2 separate regions of the Zea mays genome follow, and region 1 is linked to region 2. A link is a contact called in public Hi-C data. All regions are on one chromosome and are shown on one strand. Each heading gives the region's core, a stretch centred on a gene start, on an enhancer-like site or on the middle of the called end of the contact. The rest is flanking DNA. Distances are from core to core; before and after follow the strand shown. Region 1 holds the start of LOC100216637. Region 2 holds the start of LOC103504713 (peroxisomal 2,4-dienoyl-CoA reductase-like).

Region 1 (6,058 bases), core at 576-3,075, 240 kb after region 2:
CAAGACAAGCATTTCCCCTGCAAATGTGGAGAGGCTGCTTTGAACCGGTGACCAAATGACTCACACTAATCTCCTCTTCTGATAGTCAACACTAGTCTCCACTTCAGCATTCATAAGCAGCGTACAAAATACTCCAGATAGTCAACACTAGTCTCCACTTCAACACTAGTCAACACTAATTTTCTTATTTGGGTCGCTTGTCGTTGCCGCTCACCAAAATACTCCAGCATTCGTCACACTCGCTAAATTGCCTTGCTTAAGCAGCGTACAATAGATAAAATGCCCCATCACTGTTGCTAACATGCTCTCTGTGGACTCAATAATTTAAATTACTGTTTTTACCCTCTGCGTGCATTACAGGTTCGTTTTGTGTTGAGCTCTCAACGTCCGTTTCCATTTCATTTCACAGCTATAGATTTTTTTTCTGTCTCTCTTGGTATCCACAACGGCAGATTTTTTGTGCCAGCCATAACAAATGTTGTCTAGTAAAACCACAAACCAATGACAACACAGACCCGTCCAAACCCATGGCAGCTCGAGCTTTAATTATTTTTGTAAACAGATATATAGCTGAATAAAGCTGCAATTTTTAGCTTTAAATGTGATCTGTGGTTAATTTTTTGGTTGAGACGTCGGGCTAGGACAGTGGACGGGGTCGGGCTTGGGCAGTGGACAGGATGAGGCCGATCGGCGTTGATGCGGCTGGGCGGCGAGGTTAGCGAACAGGCATTGATGCGACTGAAGGCGGTGATGTGAACGGGTGCATACAGAAACAGATGCGTCAAGAACCTGTAATACATGTAGAGGGTAAAAAGCGGTATTTTAAATTATTGAGTCCACAAAGAACATGTTAGTAACAGTGCTGGGGCATTTTATCTATTGTACGCTGCTTAAGCAAGGTAATTTAGCGAGTGCAACGAATGCCGGGATATTTTGGTGAGCGGCAACGACAAGCGACCCAAATAAGCAAATTTCCCCATATCTACTACCCAATATGCGGTCGATGTAGCTTGGATACAAGTAAACGAGCCAAAATAACATTTCTGACACAAGATTGCTTTGCTAATGCAATTTTCTCTATTGATGACATGGCAAAATTTAGATAAAACTGGCCCAACTTCTTTTAGTATTTAAAAAACATTAGCCTATTTGTAATGTGCAATAGCAAGTGGTTTCCATTCCTGAGGAACCGGATATCCCGGACTGTATACCTGGGCGTCATCCTTGCCGAGGAACTTCCCTCCAGCACCCCTCCGCCGCCTGACTGCCAGAGCCTGCCTCGATGGGACCTGCAAGCAGCAGGAGCCGCACAAGCAACCGCCAAAGAAACTTGTCAGCTTTAGCGCCCTCTGCAATCCAATCACACAGCTAAACTAAGCTCTCATCAAACAAATCGCACCTTACTGGCCGCGCGGTTGACGATCTGGCGACCGCTCCGCTTCTGCATGTAGCGGAGGATGATATCCCGGCGCTCCTCATGCGTGTAGCGGGAGACGCGGATGCCCAGCTCCCGGAGCAGCCGAGACGGGTGGGACGAGGACGGCCCCGCCTTGGACCCGTCAGTTTCGGCGGCCGCCGCATCCCTTTCCTTGTCCCCGGCCTTGGGCTGGTTCTTAGGAGCGGAACGGCGCTTCCTGGAACTGGAGAGGTCTAGGTAGGTGCGCACGATGTGGGAGATGCGGGATGTTGAGATGCGACGCTGGGCTGGTCCTTGCAATGGGGTTGGTACTGGTTCGCCGGCAGGGGCAGGGTCGCCGGCGGTGGATGGGGTGGCCATGGTGGTGGACCAGTGCTGGGATAGGGAAGACGAAACCTGAGGGATAAGCGGAAAGATGTGTGCATGACATGTGGGTCTACTAAATCAGTCCTTAAGGGGAAATTACGTGGGACCCATCTGCCAGCGAGAGTTTCGTGTTGGAACTTTTCTGTCTTCTCTATTTCTTGCTTTTCATTTTTTTCTTCTGTAGTTTATATCAAAATTCACAGCCTTGGAAGAAAAAGCTCAATAAAAAATCACAATCACAGTTTATCGAACATCTCAATACAACGAATGCACCGTGATCATATATCCATTCCGTGTACCCTTGGCAGTTAGAAGAACGGCAAAGGGCAGTTTTATACAGCTTTCTACAAAGGGAACTAGGGAAGGCACCTTAATAGCTCAAGAGATCTGCATCCGGATTTACAGCAGAAAGACAAGCAGGAAGCCTTGAATTTCAGGGAATGAGTGAATGTATGCTATGCGATTTCCGCTTTTAAGTCACAGCTCCAAATTATTGAGAAGGAACACCTCGAATTAAGGTGGCCTATATACATATCTCTACAATGTGATCTTGAGAACCTACGGAAGGGCATCGTTTATTCCAACAGAATCTACCCTGCAAACAACGGCATGAAGCAAACATGATTAGCTGAGTAAAATATTATATCCCTTATTCCATAATCATGAGAGACATAGGAATGAAACGAACCTGCTTGATTTTGAGAGAAAATACTACTTCTGACAAATTTTCATGATTAGTTTCGGTTAAGCATATTCTGGAAAGAAATGTACAGATCATTGTGTTCTGTTCCAAAAATCTCTTCTGCTTTTGACAGGGTGTCCTGCAAACATTAGTTAAGTAAAAAATAATCACATTGTCATGTTTTCCAAATTTCTGTCGTAACCATGAAAGCAATGGTAGATTACAGTACCTCCCGTGATTGTTTCTGAGCATTGAACTCCTTGATATTGGCCAAAAATGCTCCAAATTGCTCATACGAAAGTCTTGTCCTGAGAGTTGTAGGCACAAACGTTAGGGGAGAAACAAACTAATAATTGCTGCATAAGGTGGCCAGATTAGCAACCAACCGTGCTTGTCGGAAGAATTCCTTCCCATCTATACGTGGTCGCCCTGGAAACAGGAAAGAGTCAGTGTATGTGTCTTTAGCAAGCTCCAGTATGTGTCACATTCACTGCCCCAAACCTGTGAATGAGCGGCGTTGGGGAGGAGAGGTAGGTGCTGAATACTGATGACTTGATGATCCTTGCCATGATGAAAATGCCAATTGGCCCTCAGATCGAGCTTTTGCAGGTGAAGTCGGACCAGATAAGAACTTGGGAGAGGGTGGGCCAGTTGAATAAGCTCGGGGAGAACCACTAGAGGACGAAATCATAGTTGTTGAGCCAGGAGTTAATTTTGGAGGCATATATGGTGTGATCGAGAACTGGTATCCTGTAGAAGTTAAATTATTTTGTATGTAAGTGGCTGAGCTCAAAATACGTTAATATGTGGATCTAGTTTAACTGTTCATTATTCAGTAGTGAGAGTGAATTACCTCCGTCATGGACGGATTCAGTAATTGTAGATCTGCTGGAGGCATCTGAAGAAGTGTTACTGCTCGAAACTTCATCTAGAGTCATTTAATAACAAAAGAAAGTGTGCATCAGGCATGCGGTTTCGACTATTGCTTTGGCAGAAACTGCTGTAAAAACTGTAAGGGTATTAATATTAAACGACACCTTTCCAAAATGGGACTCGAGCTGTCAAATCTTCTGCGTTGTGATCTTGACTGGTTTCAGACAGTTGCTGTGAAAACATGCCAATAAAATCATTTGCTCACACAAAAGTTCCAGCAGAAGAGAAGACTTGAAAGGTAACAATAAATCTTGACTAAGAGTGAACAAAAATATTTGATCAACACAACTCACCAATAGATTATCTTCACTCAATGATTTCATCAATTGTTTCTTAAAAGCCTCCAACTGCACAGAACAAACAATGTCTGGTACAATTTGGGAGTTCATATTGAACAGAAGTAGAGTTTGACAAACTTCATGCTGGTTAGAATTCTTTGCCAGGCTCATGCATGTGACATCATTCAATGAAATAGCAAATAACTAGTTTATGAATCATCAATGACCAGAGTCACAGACAAATTATTATAGTTTCTGGAACACTGTGCCTGAAACTGCAAAGTAAAGTAACTGACATTGGCTTGACAATCTGGTACTAATAACATTGCGTTCAAAATTATTTAATATGGGCGGGCTTCTCTAAACTATCATTAATTAAATTTGTCACAGTTTCAATGTTTGCAGCAAAATTATCTATTTTCCATACAAAATCCTTAACTAAGACTGAAAGATAGAAAAACGCCTGCAGTGGTCACAATTTTGTACCCAGCCAAAGCTGAACCATCTGGTCAAACTAAAAAAATATACTGTGTTGTCCAAATCATCAAGAACAAATCACAAATTGTATTTTTTCCATCATACATAGCAAGTAAGAAATCATAAAATAAAAGACATACTCTCCTGTCTCCACTGCGATGACAACTACGCTACAAACAAGGCTAGACACACGTATCATACAAAGTCACAACAATCAAATGTGTGTTTGTCCCATCTCTACCAAGTGCCCAAAATCATGGTCACTGAAAAGCACGTTTCTGACATACACAAGCAAACAACACTAAAAGAACAGTGTCTGGTCAAAGTCCCCAACAATTCCAGTAACTGTACACTTGAAACACACCTCTAATCAAATGTTGCAGGGTTCACATAACAATTCATGCCAAAGCCAAAACTTCAGATCAGAATTGATAGAATTCGCACAACAGATGGACCTAGAAAGATAGTAAAGGACGCACCTTCGCCAAATTCCTGGTCAGCTTTTTGACCGTCGCCGCGAGCGAGTCCCTTTCCTTCGCCAGCTTCGCCTGCACGCCAAAGGATGAGAGGCAAATAAGCCAATTACAGACCACAACTCTACGGGAACAATTCCGGCAAAGGAAGGTTCGGGCGGGGTGCTTACGTTCTCGTCGAGAGCGGTGGCAAGGCGCGCGTCGGAGTCGGCGAGGCAGGCGCGGAGGTCGGCCTCGGCGCGGTCACGGTCGGCGAGGTCACGGCGGAGGCGCGCAGCGTCGGCCTCGAGGCGGGAGACGCGGGAGGCGATGGCCATGGAGGTGATCTTGCGCGCCACGTCCAGCTGCTCGTACGGGTCGGTGGGGATCACGGCCAGGATCTCGTCGGGAAGGTGGAAGTCGACGCCCGGCGCGGCCGCGGCCGCCGTCTCGTTCCTCGCCATCTCCGCCGCCGGGGGACGGGCGGGTGCCTGGCCTGGGTGGATCAACTCTTGGTGGCGCTGGCGGTGGTCCCCGGCATCGGGGAAGACATGAAGAATAGGAGTGGAAATTAAAGTATATTTTTTAAAAAAAAACCTTTACGGACGCGGACTTGTGGTTTGAGGGTTTGTGATGTTTGCTTTGCTGATGCTGTACACGGTTGGAGCCTGGAGGGTTTGGTGTCTCATTCTTTTCCCGATGTTTTGCCATTACAAAAGTTTATAGTTTTTTTGTAATCATTAAAAATGTTAAGTAGAGCAACGACTTCTATGCAAGCAGTGCTTCTGTGCAAGCGTGCAAGCAAAACATCTGATCTATTAGATCGTGATCCAACCGTAAGTCACATTTAACACTTAAACCCTTCCACCACCAGCTCAATAATCTTTATAAAAAAACCACTAACAAATTATGGTTGTATCCGTGGTTGGATCGTAATCTAATGGATCAGATGGTTTACTTGCACGCTTGCACAGAAGCACTGCTTGCACGTAAATATCATTAATTCGAACAATTTTTATCTTGTCACCTGTGTTTTAGGTGTTTGGTATTGCTATCTAAAGTAGTCCGTGTCGCACCACATATTTAGATGTCAATTACAAGTATTAATTATAGTCTAATTAAACGTTAATTATATAACAGCGAGCCGAATTTATTAAATTTAATTAATTCATGATTAGCGGGTTTTCATTAGTGACTAAAATGCTTTCTTGATGCTAATGTTAGACTTGGGAACCATCATCACGTAGGAATTGGATACATCATAGAACCCGCATAGTGACTTATTCGTAAGACCACGAGCTTATTTTCAAGCAAATATCAACGTGCTCGTGTAGTCGTGTGAATATGCGATGCTGCTTTTATATAAAACTACTACTGAGCATTCTTCTTTTATCGTCAACATCCCAATGTCTGAATTAAAAAGGAAAGAAGAAGAAAAAACATGCAGCGCAAA
Region 2 (5,610 bases), core at 806-3,305:
GTAAAGTTGAATACTCAATAAATATGTCACGACACTCGATTAAAGTATGATAAATTTCACACATATCACTTATATGGTCCATTATATTAACTTTTGAATACTTGAAAAAAAACAGTACATACAAAAATCATCGCAAGTGTAATAATAGAGACATTTTTCAACAAAATCTCAATTTTGTGAAGCTAGAGCAGGGTTTTACAAGTCAAACACATCAAAAAAAAAAGTAAACTGTGGAGTAGAGTTGCTCGTCTATGATATTTGGTGAAGCAGGGCTGAAATTGATGAAACCTTTACTTTCATAATCTTAAACTCAACTAGAAACGGAAAGAAATTTTTCTATCTTCGTCCTATGCGGCCTGCCTGATCGGATAAGAATTCCGTTGCGGTGTGCATGCGGCGACGTGGACCGGCCAGATCAGACTCCCGTCGCCATCGCAGTCGCGTTCGCCGTCCGGGCTGCTAGTTACAAATTACAATAGTGAATTGCTAGTCAGCATGTGCATGTCTACCTTCTCTCTAGGCAAGGAGGATGGCGCCACAAGCGAGGACTCTTGACCCTTAACACCCGCTCTGATCCAAATTACAAATCATTTTTTTCTAAAAAAATATCTAGATTTATATAATACTAGTTAGATATATGTGCATTGCTACGTCTTTTATATATCACATGGGAAGATTTTATTTTAATAAAATATAAAAATGTGTATTCTATTGGTATGGATGGGTGTGGATTTAGTATCCAACAACCAAGAGTTAAATACCCACTTATGTATAATTTTACCTTATTTTGTATAAAATGGAAAGGATGACATACGGCGACTATGATACCGTGTAAACTAGAAAAAACTAGTACTTTATATAGTAGAGATATAATAATATTGTTAGTTTCTTTATTAATTATATTTTTATAGTATACTTATTTGGTATTATAATGGTTTTATATTTTTACAATTTTATTTTTAGAAATTAGAACCAAGATTATAACTAGACGTAAAATTAAATCTTAATTCCTTAGTGGACTATAACTAGAACATGTCATTCATAATCTAAAACTTCTGTATTGTCTGGAACTACAATTCTATGTCCAAACAATAGATTTAAATTATAACTCATTTTTAATATTAGTTATATAGATATTAGATATCGACGTCCAAGCACGTCTTTCTTCCCTTCAACTATTTTGCACTGTAGAATATAGATAGGACTTAGAGATAAATCATAAAATAGATAAATTTGCACTGTAGAATATAGATAGGACTTAGAGATAAATCATAAAATAGATAAATTCCTGGATACAGATTTACGGCCGTACATCAGTGCGCGCACGGATCCAAATCTACAATCAAAACATAGAGAGTAGGGTTGGGCCGGTTTCTTCCCACAGCCCACTCCTTGAACTGGGCCGGAAAGGCGGAAATCCTGTTCGTCATTACAGTCGTACCGCACCCTACCTACTGACTGGGCCTGCGGATTCATATCAGGTCGTGATGAATTGATCACTCAATCAATAAACGTACAGTTTCCATTTAAAAAAAACGTACAGTTACAACTTACAAACACGCTTCATTACGTCTCCAAGACTATCAAATATTCCGTCTATTGTAATTACCAATTTATTTTAATTTTGTGCTATACCAAATTTCATTAGCTTTGATGCAATGCAATTTATAGAGGAATACATAAGCATCTAATTGATTCATTTTTCCATAAAATATAATATCTTTGGACTGTGCTTATATTTGAACTAATACTCTCCCTGCCCCACCCCAAAACATCTAAAAAAAGTTGTCGCTGATTAATTACATTTACCCATATTTATAAAAGAAAAGGTGATAATATTTGTATCTTTAATTTTATTACAAAAAACATAAAAATATATTCCGTAATTTATGTACCAAATTATGCATCTTAAATATTAACATTTTCTTTATATATAGATTCAGTTAAAAATTGAAAATGTTTAACTTCGACGAAAGGTAAGAATGACGTTTTCCGCAGAAAACAATTTGGTCCACTCGTAGGCTTTCTTTCCTTGAATGACTCATGTGTGTCAAAGACAAGGCCACGCAAACTAGCAACCGGTGCCACGCAAACTGCCAACTGCCATCTTCTTCCCCAGCCGCTGTGCCCGTCCCCCTGCCACCAAGGTCCAAGGTCTCCGGAGCGCGACCTGGCTGCAACGCAGGCAATGGAGTCGCCGTTCCGCGCGGACCTGCTGAGGGGGAAGGCGGCGCTGGTCACGGGCGGGGGCTCCGGCATCGGCTTCGAGATCGCCGCGCAGCTCGCGCGCCACGGCGCGCACGTCGCACTCATGGGCCGCCGCCGCGAGGTCCTCGACAAGGCCGTCGCCGCGCTCCGGTCCGAGGGCCTCAGGGTGCGCACGTATCCCCCTAGACTCCCTCCCGCTCTACCTACCACTGCCGTGCTTGTGTTCCTGGGCTCTCGTGGTCGGTTTTGGGGCTTGGGTGGGGGAATTTTGCTTTTCTGCTGCTAAGTAGTGGCAGTAGTAGGTTCGATTGGTCGTTGTTGACGCCTTTTTTGAGGCGTCAATCACTCAAAAGAACCAGCGGCGGTGCTCTCTGGTGAGGCGCGGACGGTCCGCGGCGCAGAGCCGGACGGTCCGCGGCCTGGCGCGAGGCGGCGGTGCTCTCTGGTCAGGCGCGGACGGTCCGCGGCACAGGGCCGGACGGTCCGCGACCTGGTGCAGGAACTCGGGTTCACTGCCTGACGGCCGGACGGTCCGCGCCCTAGGGCCGGACGGTCCGCGACCTGGCGACAGGGTCGTCTTCCTCCTTCTTGCTGGAATCTAGATCTCGTCCCCTAGGGGAAAAGATCTTAAGGTGCTCCGGGTCGACAGGTCACCCGGGGTGTCCCCAGACGACGTGGAGTCGCCTAGGAATTAAGAGATCAATTCGAGAAAGATGTCTTGGATGAACAACTAGATCTTGCCCCTGGGAGGGGTGAGATCCTAGGGTCGTCTTGGATCGGCAGGCCACCCAAGACGGATCTAGACGACGTAGAGTCGAATAAGGGTGGAAGTGGATATGTGGAAGACTACAACTAGAACTATGCTACATCTACTCCTAGGGCAGAAAAGGTAAATAAGGTAATTGGTTCGATTGAATGTGTTGTGTTCGGGGGTTCTCAATCGGCCGTACCCCTTTATATTTATAGGGGAGGAGGTCTGGACCTTTTCCTAAGAGATAGCCAACAAACTCCCACGTGATTAGATGGATAACCACGCACGAGATAAGGATAAATATCCGAGTTAATCTAATCTCGGGACACGCGGACCGTCCGGGCCCAAGGGCCGGACCGTCCGCTCATTTTGGTGCCCAACATATGCCCCCCTGCCTTTTGGTGGAGCTTGGCGAACCAAAAGCATCAGTGAAAACTTCGGAAATAATTGACCTCATGAGCTTTTGTTCCCGATGTAAGGACTCAGCTCGATGCAAGTCATCGGCTCTTGCAATCAGATAATATAAATAATTGATGGAACTTTAATGCACAGAGGCCGTTTCGGATCGCATCCTCTTCGGCCATGTCTACCTGATCAACCTGTCAATAGGCAAAAACTTGTGGTGCCCCTCAGCCCAAATAAGCAAACGGATTGGGCCAGTAATACGAATTCATCGCCGTACCACCCCACACATGAGCAGGACAACACATCGGCGATGGATAGAACGGGACGCACCATGTTATCCCTGGAGGAGGATGACAAGGCGATCTTGGTTGTGCTACCTTTTGGGTCCGTTTAGTCGCCTTTTGCTTTCGCACAGACCGCCCTTTTGACTTCGTCTGCTTTATTGGCCGGTTGTGTGGAACGGCCTTCTTCGTATATTTGGCAAGCAACTGACCAAAAGTAGGGCCGACTCTACTGAGTCGTCCAGACGTCTTAATAGTATTTTGTTTCGTAACACTTGTTTTGGAACCTTGTGGTCCAGTGGTCTGAGGTTGCTGCTTCTGACTGTCTGCGGACTGTCCGACCATTATAGTCGGACCGTCCGCTACTGTCTCGGACTGTTCGGCCTTAGTACCCGGATCGTCTGGCGTACGCAGGACAGGTGACCGTGATCGGGTGTCCGATCGTGCTTGCCCCCCGGTGCCTCCGGTCTTTCTTTTGTCCGGAGTCTTCCGAGTAACCATTATGCGTGACATATTTGGTGTACGGGGATCACCAATGACGATATTTTTATCTTTGCTTTTATCGGCCGCACAGGGCCGAACTATGACTTTTTTGCTTGTCGGCTCTAATGTGGTGGCAGGGACAGGTGGCCTGTCAATCCTCACCTCCTTTTGAAACCTCAACCGGCCTTCGTTTATAGCCGATTGTATTTGCCGACGAAAGACAGCACAATCATTGGTGTTATGAAGAAAGGAGCCATGCCATTTACAATATATACGCCCTTTTAATTCTTCAACCGGAGGAATTATATGTGATAGTTTAATATTACCATGTTTAAGCAACTCATCAAATATTTTATCACACTTAGTAATATTAAATGTGAACTTAACCTTTTCCTTTTGTGTCGAGTGCGGGTGAGAGCGAACAGAAGGTTTGGCCTTAGTGGGCCAAACAAGCTCAGGGACATGTGATTTTTTTGGTTCTTGGGGCTTGGGTGGCCGGTTATATGTACGCCGGCCTTCCACACTAGACGGATCACAGGTGACTTCTGGTGCTCCGGACGGTCCGACCTGCACAGTCGGACGGTCTGCTGGTGGATCGGATGGTCCGGTACTATCCTCGGACTGCCCGGTCACGTCAGGCAACACCTGTGACCCTTGCGGTGGGCTCTGTGTAACTCTGGACTGTCCGGCGTAGGGTGCCGGACGGTCTGACGGAGGGTCGGATAGTCCGCGATTGTGTGCGGACGGTCCGGACGTGCTCAGGGTTGACTCACCATTTAGCGAAGATGGTGGTGACGGTCGTTCTGGATATGAGTCCATCGACACACCAGAATATGGCTGGGAAAACCCATTTGTCGCCGATGTGTTTGGCGCAATTGTTTCAGCGCCTAATTTATGTGATAAAAAATCAGGCATGTGAGTTTTTCCTAATGCATGTGTCATCCTCTCTATATCCTCCGTAATACTTTTAATCCGATTATCAAAAGAAATTTTAATAGATGGAATATCATCGGCTGACCTGGCATCACCTATCGTGGGGAGCTGTTGCAGCACGGCTAACATATACTCGGCATTTATCTCCCTTTCTTGGACGGTCTTCTGGTGGCAGTCTACCCTGAAGTGCGAGAGGTACCACTTATCTGCCACCTTGAGCACCTGATCCTTTTGTCGGTGGGCCTCCTCGTCTATTTTCTTCATGTCATCTTCTAATCTTTTATGTTCAGCGGCCGATAAATTAGTCAGCCTTTTGTTGCTGTTTGGAGAAGCACCGTTGAGATCTTTAGAATCGGCCATATAAGCCTGATTTTGTAGATCTGCAACTTCGTCCCCAGCGGAGTCGCCAAAAAGTATGTTGACGCCTTTTTGGAGGCGTCAATCACTCAAAAGAACCAGCGGCGGTGCTCTCTGGTCAGGCGCGGACGGTCCGCGGCGCAGGGCCGGACGGTCCGCGACCTGGCGCGAGGCGGCGGTGCTCTCTGGTCA

The links. A called contact is a pair of places that touch in the nucleus more often than the background predicts.
Region 1: a contact with region 2 is called in a Hi-C map of ear, with 1.7 times the contacts expected there. The contact joins the promoter of LOC100216637 here to the promoter of LOC103504713 in region 2. A contact is called at or near these places in 2 of 25 Hi-C or Micro-C datasets (ear and tassel).

Annotation. Positions count from the first base shown.
Region 1 is chr10:144,663,430-144,669,487 of Zm-B73-REFERENCE-NAM-5.0, forward strand. It overlaps LOC100216637, which reads right to left and starts at 1,826. Exons shown (of 7, transcript NM_001360068.1): 1 at 1,400-1,826; 2 at 1,212-1,289. The coding sequence starts at 1,777. It overlaps LOC103642055, which reads right to left and starts at 5,120. Exons shown (of 10, transcript NM_001360069.1): 1 at 4,797-5,120; 2 at 4,633-4,701; 3 at 3,692-3,745; 4 at 3,503-3,569; 5 at 3,319-3,393; 6 at 2,967-3,215; 7 at 2,852-2,894; 8 at 2,695-2,773; 9 at 2,472-2,604; 10 at 2,046-2,378. The coding sequence starts at 5,069. The coding sequence ends at 2,518.
Region 2 is chr10:144,424,619-144,430,228 of Zm-B73-REFERENCE-NAM-5.0, forward strand. LOC103504713 (peroxisomal 2,4-dienoyl-CoA reductase-like) reads left to right here and starts at 2,056. Exons shown (of 5, transcript NM_001327795.1): 1 at 2,056-2,374. The coding sequence starts at 2,189.